Linked DNA regions of Mus musculus: all the other regions are linked to region 1. Evidence: chromatin contacts called from public promoter capture Hi-C data. All regions are on one chromosome and are shown on one strand. Each heading gives the region's core, a stretch centred on a gene start, on an enhancer-like site or on the middle of the called end of the contact. The rest is flanking DNA. Distances are from core to core; before and after follow the strand shown. Region 1 holds the start of Rpl29 (ribosomal protein L29). Region 2 holds the start of Cyb561d2 (cytochrome b-561 domain containing 2). Region 3 holds the start of Nek11 (NIMA (never in mitosis gene a)-related expressed kinase 11).

What was found. Promoter capture Hi-C pulls out the DNA fragments that hold promoters and counts their contacts.
Region 2: a promoter capture Hi-C map of pre-B cells shows a contact between it and region 1, with 7 times the contacts expected there. The contact joins the promoter of Cyb561d2 here to the promoter of Rpl29 in region 1. A contact is called at or near these places in 7 of 39 promoter capture datasets (the C10 cell line, cranial neural crest, embryonic stem cells and 4 more), 1 of 484 Hi-C or Micro-C datasets (muscle stem cells), 3 of 115 datasets of contacts at active chromatin or transcription factors (craniofacial prominence, embryonic forebrain and pro-B cells) and 1 of 9 other capture datasets (liver).
Region 3: a contact with region 1 is called in a promoter capture Hi-C map of pre-B cells, with 4 times the contacts expected there. The contact joins the promoter of Nek11 here to the promoter of Rpl29 in region 1. A contact is called at or near these places in 4 of 39 promoter capture datasets (3T3-L1-derived adipocytes, cranial neural crest, hippocampal neurons and 1 more) and 1 of 115 datasets of contacts at active chromatin or transcription factors (embryonic stem cells).

Annotation. Positions count from the first base shown.
Region 1 is chr9:106,427,392-106,431,062 of GRCm38.p6, forward strand. It overlaps Rpl29 (ribosomal protein L29), which reads left to right and starts at 2,020. Exons shown (of 3, transcript NM_001324534.1): 1 at 2,020-2,623; 2 at 2,917-2,981. The coding sequence starts at 2,587.
Region 2 is chr9:107,540,133-107,543,803 of GRCm38.p6, forward strand. It overlaps Cyb561d2 (cytochrome b-561 domain containing 2), which reads right to left and starts at 2,061. Exons shown (of 4, transcript NM_001357289.1): 1 at 1,903-2,061; 2 at 1,365-1,518; 3 at 871-908; 4 at 1-253. The coding sequence starts at 1,491. Nprl2 (NPR2 like, GATOR1 complex subunit) reads left to right here and starts at 2,077. Exons shown (of 11, transcript NM_018879.2): 1 at 2,077-2,321; 2 at 2,850-2,941; 3 at 3,036-3,204; 4 at 3,375-3,483. The coding sequence starts at 2,244.
Region 3 is chr9:105,393,260-105,396,930 of GRCm38.p6, forward strand. Nek11 (NIMA (never in mitosis gene a)-related expressed kinase 11) reads right to left here and starts at 2,028. Exons shown (of 16, transcript NM_172461.3): 1 at 1,937-2,028. Aste1 (asteroid homolog 1) reads left to right here and starts at 2,103. Exons shown (of 5, transcript NM_025651.5): 1 at 2,103-2,406; 2 at 3,286-3,671. The coding sequence starts at 3,304.

The sequences.
Region 1 (3,671 bases), core at 770-3,269:
TCTTTAAAAGGCTGCAGCGTGTCAGACTTAGTTTATTGTCGATGGAACATTCAGCCTGATTTAGTTGTCAGTTCTGTCTATTTACAACAGAAAAGGCAGATGTGTTCTTCCCATTTACCTCTGTGCTTTTTCTATGGAACCAGCTGCCGAGGTTTTCTCTGTGTAGCCCTGGCTGTCCTGGGACACACTCTGTAGACCAGGCTGGCCTCGAACTCAGAAATCCCCCTGCCTTTGCCTCCCAAGTGCTGGGATTAAAGGCATGTACCACCACTGCCCAGCGGCTTTTAAATTCTTAAAAATCACTATTTTTATGAGCCTGTATATGGGTGTTTAAGGCAGAGGACAACTGTCAGGAGTCTATCCTGTCCTTCCACAATTGGATCCGGGGTTTGAATTCATGTTTGAGCTACAATCATTCTTACCCACTGAACTATCTGCCCAGCACACTGTTTTTGCTGTTAGAGACAGGGTGTCACCCTGCCTGGCCTAGTCCTAGCTTTGTAGCTTAAGATGATCTTGAGTCCCTGATTCTCCTGCTTCTGTATAAAACTTAGGCCCTATACACTGAGTGGGTGGTGTGAGCTACCATGCCTTTCTGGAGATAGGGTCTTTCTACATAACCCTGGCTGTCCTAGAACTCACTACATAAACTAAAATCACAGAGGCTTGCCTGCCTCTGCCTCGTGAGTGCTGGGATATCCTGACATTATAAAAGTTTTTTGGAGCTGGGCAGTGGTGGTACACGCCTTTAATCCCAGCACTTGGGAGGCAGAGGCAGGGGGATTTCTGAGTTTGCGGCCAGCCTGGTCTACAGAGTGAGTCCCAGGACAATCAGGGCTACACAGAGAAAAACCCTATCTTGAAACAACAACAAAAAAAGCTTTTCGGAGACAAGGTCTACCTGAATTACTCAGGCATCTCAGACTTACAATTCTTCAGCCAGTAGCTGTGATTACAGGCCTGTTTTCACCTCTCTAGCATCATCTCACATCTAATATATGTGAAAAGAAACCACGAGGGCTGGTGAGATGGCTCAGCAGGTAAGAGCACCCAACTGGGGCTGGTGAGATGGCTCAGCAGGTAAGAGCACCCGACTGCTCTTCCGAAGGTCCAGAGTTCAAATCCCAGCAACCACATGGTGGCTCACAACCATCTGTAACAAGATCTGACGCCCTCTTCTGGAGTGTCTGAAGACAGCTACAGTGTACTTACATATAATAAACAAATAAATAAATAAATAAATAAATAAATAAATAAATAAATAAATAAATCTTAAAAAAAAAAGAGCACCCAACTGCTCTTCCGAAGGTCCTGAGTTCAAATCCTAGCAACCACATGATGGCTCACAATCATCCGTAAGGAGATCTGACTCCCTCTTCTGGAGTGTCTGAAGACAACAACACTGTACTTACATATAATAAATAAATAAATCTTAAAAAAAAAAAAAAAAAGAAACCACGAAACTGCCACTCTGGGGAACCAGCCCAGGCTGTTGGAGTAGACTTGGACTATCGTTGCCGCTTTTCTCTCTCTAATTTTCGGCACCCTAAATCCAGTCTATTCTTTTCCCTAGTACATTCTTCACTGTCTTCAGGCAGCCAGCGCCCTTGTGTGGCAGTCTGCATGAGTCTCATAGCTCTTCTCCTCTCCTCTGCCCTCTCCAGTGCATTCCACACAGGAGCCCGGTGAGCTGTTTAAGAACACAGATTCTTCGCTCCATTAACATTCATCCCTCAAAGGCCCCCTCGGCTTTCAGAGTCTTTGGAAGTCTAGCCCAAGAGCAAAGTAGGCACTGGAGGAAGAGAAGGAAGCAAACACGGGCTGGCCGCCGTCGTGGTCCATGCTAACACCACGCTCTTAACCCCAGTAGCAAAAGCCTGCTGTTGGAGGATGAACAGTTATAACCCAGTCTAGGCTACACAGCAAGAAAGACCCGCTCAAAAAATAGCGGGGAGGGGTTAAGCAAAGAAAGAAATCTGTGACGCTAAGAGGGCGTGGCCAGGCTCTAACCCCTCCCCTTTCTAGGCTTCAACTCTTTCCGGCCTTGGAACCTTTTTTCTCCGCCAGCAGTGAGGGAAGCTTTTCCGTTGGACTTTCCGGCGGTGTCGGCCCTATTTCCCGTGCTGCACTGCGGGCCTTTCTCTTTCTCTTCCGGTCTCCGGCGCTGCGGGAGCCGCGGGTTACCGTGAGTGTTGGCCTTACGGCATCCGATGACATCCGTGACTACAGGGCGGCGGCGGGTCGCGAGGCAGGCGACACGGGTGGCAGGAAGGACAGGGCGGGCAGCTGCTTGGCTATGGGGCATCGAGATTGCCGGGCGGGGGTGGTTCCCGGTCGTCCTCAAGGAACGGATGGCGGGGAAAGCCGCCCCGGGGCCGGCAAGCTCAGTCTCAGGACCGACCTCCTTGCTCGCGTTTGAGAGGTGGGGTCGCGTTTTGTGAGTGTTGCCAGGCTGGCGGGTGTCGTAAATCGGAAGCGTCTGCTGCAGCCTCTGGTTTCTTCATGTTACCCCAGCTCAGGGCGGCAGAGGTGTGCCGGTCTGGGGAAGCCCAGAACTGATCTCGTGGCTTTCTTGCAGGTGCAGACATGGCCAAGTCCAAGAACCACACCACACACAACCAGTGTAAGTTCCTTGGGCTCCGGCTGGCGACTGTACCCCAGCGAGGATTGGGTTAGGGTTGCTAGATCAGAGCTGGAGGGAGGGCAGGTCACCCTTCAGGTGAGCCTTGAAGATGATTGTGTGTTTAGCTACTTTGGAGATTACAAATTTGGGAGCCAGGAATCCGCTTAAAAAGCCCATAGTGCTTTCCACCCATCCTTAGTGTATTCTCAAAAGACTGCCAACCATGATGTTAGGTGGTCTTATTGGAAGATACCTCATTTTTTTTTGACCTGTAAATATTTGTTACCCTACAGCCCGCAAATGGCACAGAAATGGCATCAAGAAACCCCGGTCGCAAAGATACGAATCTCTTAAGGGGGTGAGTGATGACAGTGGGTCATAAACTATCCCTTGGCTCCAGGTCTACAGGGTAGGGCCTCTTGTAAGTCATGTCTCCTCCACCACCAGCGTGTGTGTTTCGAGCTAGGATTTCTCTGTGTAGTCCTGGTTGTTCTAGAACTCACTATGTAGACCAGGCTGGCTTCGAACTCTGAGCTCTAGGGATTGTGTTGCCTAGCTTCTCCTTGTCTCCCATGTCAGACTCAACAGAAAAGCCTTCCTTGACCTTCCCAGCCCCTGGTGTAATCTCCTGAGAACAGAACTGCTTCTCTTGCTCCGTGGAGCCTTGAGGGAGGGAGGGAGTCGTTCTGTATATTGGGTACCTCATGGTCTGCGTCTAAACGCAACTCTAGTTCTGTACATTTGATTGCACCCAGATAATAGACTGGGGATAACTGAGGCTGTACTAGGTCTGTTTGCTGCCTGCAACCACGCTCTCTGATGTGAATCTGATGGACTAGGCTTGGTATCTGACACTCAGCTGAGGTGGGGGGGTGCCCCTAGACAAGTCTCAGGAAACAGCTAGGTTTCCAGAAGTTCACACCCACACCCTCCAACCTTTTTGTGGTTAAGGTTAACTTACTGTTGTTTTTACAGTAACATATTTGTGACCAGGGACTTAAGGAAGTGAACCGGGCCTGTTATATGCTACCTCATACACCTTTTCTGT
Region 2 (3,671 bases), core at 811-3,310, 1.1 Mb after region 1:
CCATGCCCCCTGAACACTGCAGACCTGCCCACAGCACAGCTAACAGCCCTGCCTGCCCATGCCGAGTGGTCAGGTGTGCTTTGCCAAGCTGCTCTTTGTGGAGGATGACAAGACCTAGACCCAGCAGAGCACAGAGTAGGGCCAGCAGCTGGAGCACCCAGTGGCAGCGTGCGCGGACCTTCCGAGAGAGGGACCGCAGCAGGGAACTCTCAGGAGAGAACATCAGGAGTGCCTCGGTCATCAGGAAGGAGAACTGAGGAGACAAAAACTCAAGTGAGCTCTGAGCACTTAACCCTCCACAAAGGTGCACCCCCTTCCGTCCCCTTCCCCCAAGGACAAAATGCTGCACTTGATAAGATGAAGGCCCTGTGTGGCACAAAATGGCTGCCCTGAGTAGTTAGAGCTGCCTCTCCAGACTTCTTCCTGGGTGTTTTTCTGAAATGTCACCTCGGCTATGTGACCCAGCAAACAAGGTTTGAGACATGGCAGTTATAAATGATTCACAAGCTTTGTCTCCCTTCCATGGGGCAGGATACAATTTCTTGGCAAGAGCTAGCCACACGGGTGCACTGTTTCAGGGACAATTAGATGCATCACCAGAAATTAAGGTTTTTAGGGACAGAGCAGCCTCCAAATGCCATTTCTCAGCTTCCTAGCTGGAGGTGAGAGAAGCCGCCCTTTTGTGCTTGGGTGAGCTTCATCTGTTCGTCCTGGGTCATGAATACCGTTTTCAAGCCTTGGATATTCGTCAGAAGCAGGAGTGAGGACATACAGCTCGTCTACACTGGCACTAAATGCCTACAAGGATTCTGAGAGCCACCAACAACGCCCACATTCTACCCCTAAAAGCTACCCAAACCCACTACTTACAGCCAGAGACATAAGAACGGGGTGCCAGGAGAACAGACCTGGAATGAGAAGAGGGCGCCTCATGGAACTAGGGAAAAAGAAACCAGCATACCAGGCTCTATAGCCGGGATGGACAGCCCATCCATCACCCAAGGAGGGGTCAAAATGCGAGCCTCCTCCAGTAACAAGCTCATCTTACCCACCCCCTGTTCTCTTCCCTGGACAGAAAGCACGCTCTGCCACTCCTCTGGCGGCTCCTTCCTCCAGCATCCCCACAAGTCAGGAATGAAATGCCAAATCAAAGGAAGAGAAGCCATGTACTTAAAGCTTGCCCTGGCGGGCAGAGCCCCCACACTGGTCTGCTCTTCCCACGACGTTAAATACGTTCAACAGAGAATATCCTTCAGCCAGTCAATCCTGTTCTCAGGAGTTACGCCCATCGTTTCCTACTGCCCCCTGTTCCCCAAGAGAAGTAGCTTTTCCCTTCCCATAAGTGGACTATGAATTCTACTTACTGGAGCCAGGTCTGGCAAGCACAGCAACAAAGATGGTAAAGCCTAACGCCACGAGGTGGGCTGCAGCCCCAGAGGCAGTGCGCAGAGCTCGGTAGATATGCGACTCCGTCTCCACAGAAAGGGCCATGGTCAGCCCAGCCGATAGCTGCACAGCCTGAAAGCATCGTAGGCGTTGGCAAGAGTGCCCACTGTCCACGCCCCTCACTGGGGACAGTAACTCAGGACAGAAATGGCACCTTTTCCCGGAGAAGTTATGACAGGAGCAGAGTAGTGCCGGCACTAACAGTCCCAACTTAGCAGTCTACCTGTCAAACACCTGTATTTGAAGTGGTAACGATCGCACCTTCCAAGTGGGAGGAGGAAGACTACAAATCCCAGAATGCAGCACGTCATCGTTAGCCGGAACGGAAGGCGTGGAGCACTACGGGAATTGTATTTCCCAGCTGCTTCCCTACCTAAGCGTGAATTTCTTTGCACACTGCCTCCCCATGTGCACCTGACACGCTGTACCTCCACCGTAGAATTTTGCCCTCCTCACCTGCTTCTCAGGTTCTACGCAGTGACTTCCTCCAAAATAAACTGGACCCTCGGCCCCGCCAGCCGCGCCACCGCTCCGTTACGGAGTAGCTTCACTTCCGGGTGCGATGTCTACCCACCCGAGACTTCCTGGGACAAGCCCCCTCCCATCCCATCCAGCGGCAACCACGCCCCCTGAGTCGCCCTGCGCAGGCGCTGTTGAGTTGACGGCTCGTTGGGTTTGCGCTCACAAACCTGTGTGACCTACCCGGGCCTCTTTCTCTTTTTGACAGGGTATTCCAAGGCGTAGAGGCGATCCCCACACGAAAAACAGGGATTACAGACTTGGATCCAGACAGCGCCATGGGCAGCAGCTGCCGCATCGAATGTATATTCTTCAGCGAGTTCCACCCAACGCTGGGACCCAAAATTACCTATCAGGTGCCTTCCACACTCCCGGACTAGGCGAGGGGAGGGATGCTCTCTGGAGCTCAGCTGGCCGCCTGGAGGGGTTGTGGTTCATCCACGCGTGTCTCTTCCATTGAATGGAGAGGGTACACAGACCCAGGTCTCCGGTTTCTAGTGTGGGGGAGGAGTTTTGTCCCCCAAACTGAATCAGGTTCTAGTGTGGGGGAGGAGTTTTGTCCCCCAAACAGAATCAGGCTATAGGTTTCGGGGAGGTGCTAAGGCTCATGAAGGTTTAGATGACCCAAGAGAAACACTGGACCAAGACAAATGATATATAAAAGTTAGGTGAGGGTAGAAAGGGGTATTCCAGGTAGTGGGAATAGTGAACGCAAAAGCCAAGGGAGCTTGCCAAAACATAGCATGTGTTTGGAAGCACAAAGTAGACCACTGGGTGGATGAGGGAAGAAAACGGTAGAGGGACTTGTGCCTGGGTGGGCTGTAAAAATCTGCCCGGACCCAACGTCCACTGAGGGAGCTCTCTCTCATGGCTGCCTTCTCCAGGTCCCTGAGGATTTCATCTCGCGAGAACTGTTTGACACGGTCCAGGTGTACATCATCACCAAGCCCGAGTTACAGAACAAGCTCATCACTGTGTGAGGCTTTAGTTGGGTGGGAGGAGAGGGGTCCCAGCCTGGCTTGGGGGTGGGGGTGGGGGCGGGGCAGGCTGACTCTGTTCTACCTCTCCAGCACAGCCATGGAGAAGAAGCTGATTGGCTGCCCCGTGTGCATTGAACACAAGAAGTACAGCCGCAATGCTCTCCTCTTCAACCTGGGCTTTGTGTGTGACGCTCAGGCTAAGACTTGTGCCCTGGAACCCATCGTTAAAAAGCTGGCCGGCTACTTGACCACGCTGGAGGTCTGCAGCAAGATGGGGCCAGGGTGGGTGGGTGGGTGCGTCCGTGGTGGGCACAGGTGGGGAGAGAGTTCCTGTGTCTTGAATCCCCAGCCTCCAGCAGCTAGCTCCATGTTGCTGCAGCAGGGAGCCTGAGGTGTGGTCACTCACTGTGCTGTCTGTGTCTTCCCCAGCTTGAGAGCAGCTTTGTATCCAACGAGGAGAGCAAGCAGAAGCTGGTGCCCATCATGACCATCCTGCTGGAAGAGCTGAATGCCTCCGGCCGCTGCACTCTGCCCATTGGTACGGCCGCCTCTGCCAGGACGGCAGATGAACAAGGGAAGGTTGGGGAAGTAGCAGGACACAGCCACTGGCAGAGGCAAAGATTCTTGAATAAGCTGGTGGGCAGGAAATAGCCATGGGTTGACACAGTGACATCTGAGGGTCCAGGGAACAATGGGGCTGGGGTTGGGGGAGCAGCCAGCAGAGCT
Region 3 (3,671 bases), core at 778-3,277, 1.0 Mb before region 1:
CTCTCTCTCTCTCTTTCTCTCTCTCTCTCTCTCTGTGTGTGTGTGTGTATGTGTGTGTGTATGTGTGTGCATGTGTTTTGTAGGATGAAAGGAAATACAGTAAATTCCAGAAGGCACTCTCTCATAGAAAAAGAGCCTTCCTTATACATGCAACTTTATCACAATAGTTTAGAGCCACATTTTTACTGACTCCTGAAATGTGTATTTGTTTTATGATTCATATTTTGTTAGATATTTATACTCCCCATCGACTTAAAAACCAATGCGAACCCAGGGCCATGGCTTCCCCTAATGCACACATAGGCCAACTCCCTGGTGATGCTTTCCTCCCTCTCAGTCTGCTTTGACTCAGCACAGAGTAAATTGGGGTTAAACCCTGATTAGCATATTCTGCTTCCCTTTGCTTTTTGCCCATGTCAACTTTAAATCACAGTTTTGGGGTGTCTGTTTGCTAGACTAGCTATGTGGAAGGATATCAATTCAGTGCCCCCCCCCCATCTTAAGCAAGATCTGATTCCATTTCTATTGTACACACTGGGTACAGAGCTATCTCCTGGATTAGAAGTAAGGACATGCACCTCAGACCTAAGACTGCGTTTTAAAGCTAGCTGACTCTAAGTGTAGTACAGGTGAAGCCACAGTTCCTGAGGGAGCTATGAAATGTTATGAATGGCAGAACTGTCCCATGAGAAAGTATTCCACAAAACACACTCTTACTCCATTCCATCAAAGTGTTGAATGTTTTATTGAAAACTGTGCTTTTGTTTAAAATCTACATGAAAATAGGACTTTACGCTGAATACTATGTACACCTTGGCATTAGGTTTTCATATTCAGCAATTCTAAAACAACGAGAAAAAAATAGTGTTATAGTGTTGACCTGTGGGCTCAACATTTACCACAAAACCTACAAGGACACTCAAACAGAAAAAAAAAAACTGCAAAACATAAAACCTATTTGTAATTTTGTCTTCTTTAAATAATGTACTAATCTGTGGTTTGATCTAGTCCCAGTGAGAGCAATGCCCCTCTCCTCAAGGAAACGTTACTAAAATCTGCAGAATCTAAAGAATAGGTCCTAAAAGGTACCTTCTGTTTGCTTCTTTGACTGGCATAAAAGTGGTGATTTCTAGATAAACTAGGCTGTTCAAAAAAAAAAAATGGCCTCTCTGTCGCCTTTCAGATCACTAATAATAATTCTCAATGTGGAGAGGCGATTAAAGTCCCCACTTAGTAAAGAGCTGAACTCAAGATGGAGGACCAAAGCTTCTATTTGTAATGGAGTAATAAACCCAGCAGTGTGTGAGCAGCCTCTCCAGGCTCATCACACAGAATCAGCTCTGTCGCCCTCATCTCAGTTGGTATCCATGGAATGTACACACACTGCAGGCTGGATCTGAACCTAGGGCAGAGGATGAACTTGGGTGCTAGGGACACAGGTTATGCTTGTATCCCTGGGGCCTAGCTAACAGCTGACATACAGTTGTTAGCAAACGTTTGGAGAGCGAAGAAAGATCCAGCATACCAAATGTGACCCAAAGACAAGTAAAGGAAAGAAAACATAATAGGAACTAGAAGAAAGCTGAGAGACGCCCACTTTGTGCTAACCATCCCTGGGGTACCCATCCCGCTGGGGCAGGTAAAGAGAAAGTCAAGTGTTTACCGATGGTAAGAACTGAGTGGTTTATGTCCATGTCAAAAAACCCAAAAAACTAGGAAGCTGTTTTGACCTGAGGTTCTGCTAACTAAATCTGACCTGAGAAGTAAACTCTAACCCTGAGGTAAAACGAAAAAACTTGTCTCTTCAACAAATAAACCTTAAGTTTTTCGCGGAGCGCGTGAATGTATATCGAGGAGCAGGGCGCTTAGTCTCCCGAAGGGGAATGCGGTCCAGGGGCTGTGGGACCCGGCTGCCCGAGAGATCCACTTTCATTACCTTTACAGGTCCCCAGCCTGCGGCGCCCGGCCAAGCCTCCGTCAGCCTAGAGCTCGCTGCCTCGGAGGGCGTGGTTGTTTAACATCGTCGCCACGGAGACGGCGCGGGGGCTGCTGGGAAGTCGACGTTCCGGCGTCCAATCCAACGGAAGCGCGCCGGACCCTTCGAGGCGTGGCGAAGCGAGCAGGGTGAGGAGGCGGCCGCAAGTGTGAGAGGAATGGCTCAACCTCTCACACCAAGTTCCCACCACCCGGCCCGAAAGCATTTTCTCCTCCAGGGAGAGCCCTCAGCTTCTCGGAGCCAGGCTTCCCAGTGACGTCGTTCGCAGCACTTCCTGTTTCCGCTCGCGGTCTTCCACGCACCCGCGGGTCTGCCGTTTCTCCCCGGGATCCTACCTGCTGCTGCTGGTGAAGTGAGCCGGCGGTCGGGCGGAAGCAGCCGGCGGATCCGGAGGGCAGGAGCAGGTTGAGGTAGGAAGATTGGTGGTTGAGGAATTAGATCCTACCTTTTCCTGCCCTTTGCTTGCATTCCTTGAGCTACTTCGCTCAAGGTCAAGTCATTAGTTTACAGTGAGTTCGCAGAAACCACATGACAAACCGGGAAAGACATGACGATTCAGAATTAAAAAGTGTTGAGATGTTGGCCGAGGTGGATCTGAGGTGAGATAAAAAATCAAGTGCAATAATGTAAGCTGATACCAAAGGCAAAAAATTCAGGAGGATGCATTTTTTTATGTGGTAGCCCCACAAAAATCAAAATGCAAAAATTCCAAGGTTGGCAAAACTTTCACGATTTTAAACACGGGCAAGGCTGGCAATAGCATCGTGCTAAGCGATATTTGAAGCCAGAGGCGAGGGGGGAAACCAGTAATACTAATCCTATGAGTTGTTAGCCAGATAGGCCATTAGTAAGGGGGTGTAAGAATCCAGTTGAGGTTGAAATTGTATACTTGGGATCCTAGAAGCATAAAGCTGTGTTTTTCCTTAGCTCAAACTACTCTCCAATGTACCCTACACTCAAGACCTGTAACAAGGGTCTAGTTATCCATAAGGAAAAAAAAAATTGGCTCATTATGTGTCTTATGCTGGGTTGTCATTTTTATAGCTTAGGACTTTTGGCCTTGACCCTCACAAAACAGATTTCTTCCTTTATCTCTATATGGGCTGCCATGAGGTGGTGTGGCCTAGATATAAGTTCTGTCTTCCACCTCCAATAATCCAATCAAGCAAAGTTCCTCAACAGCGTATCCTGCAGTTTGGGTCTTGATTGATTCTAGATATACTCAGATTGACAACCAAGAATAGCCATCAAAAAGACCAGCAATTGATTTTTTTTGTTTGTTTCAACAGGGATTTCTGTCGATCATCATGGGTATTCGGGGACTAATGAGCTTTGTGGAAGATTATAGTAATGAATTCTTCGTTGATTTGAAATTGCGGAACACAAAACTTATCATTGATGGCTATTCTCTCTTCCACCGACTTTGCTTCAATTCTGACTTGGAGCTCAGGTATGGAGGAGACTATGATTTATTCGCAGATGTTGTACAGAAATTCTTTGAATCACTGTTTGTGTGTCATATTTGTCCGTATGTTGTATTAGATGGAGGATGTGACATTTCAGATAAAAAGCTGACAACTTTGAAGGATCGAGCAAAAGAGAAGATCCAAGCAGCCCGTTCCCTTTCTCTTGGTGGGGGTGGGAATGTGTGCCCCTTACTCATCCGAGAAGTGTT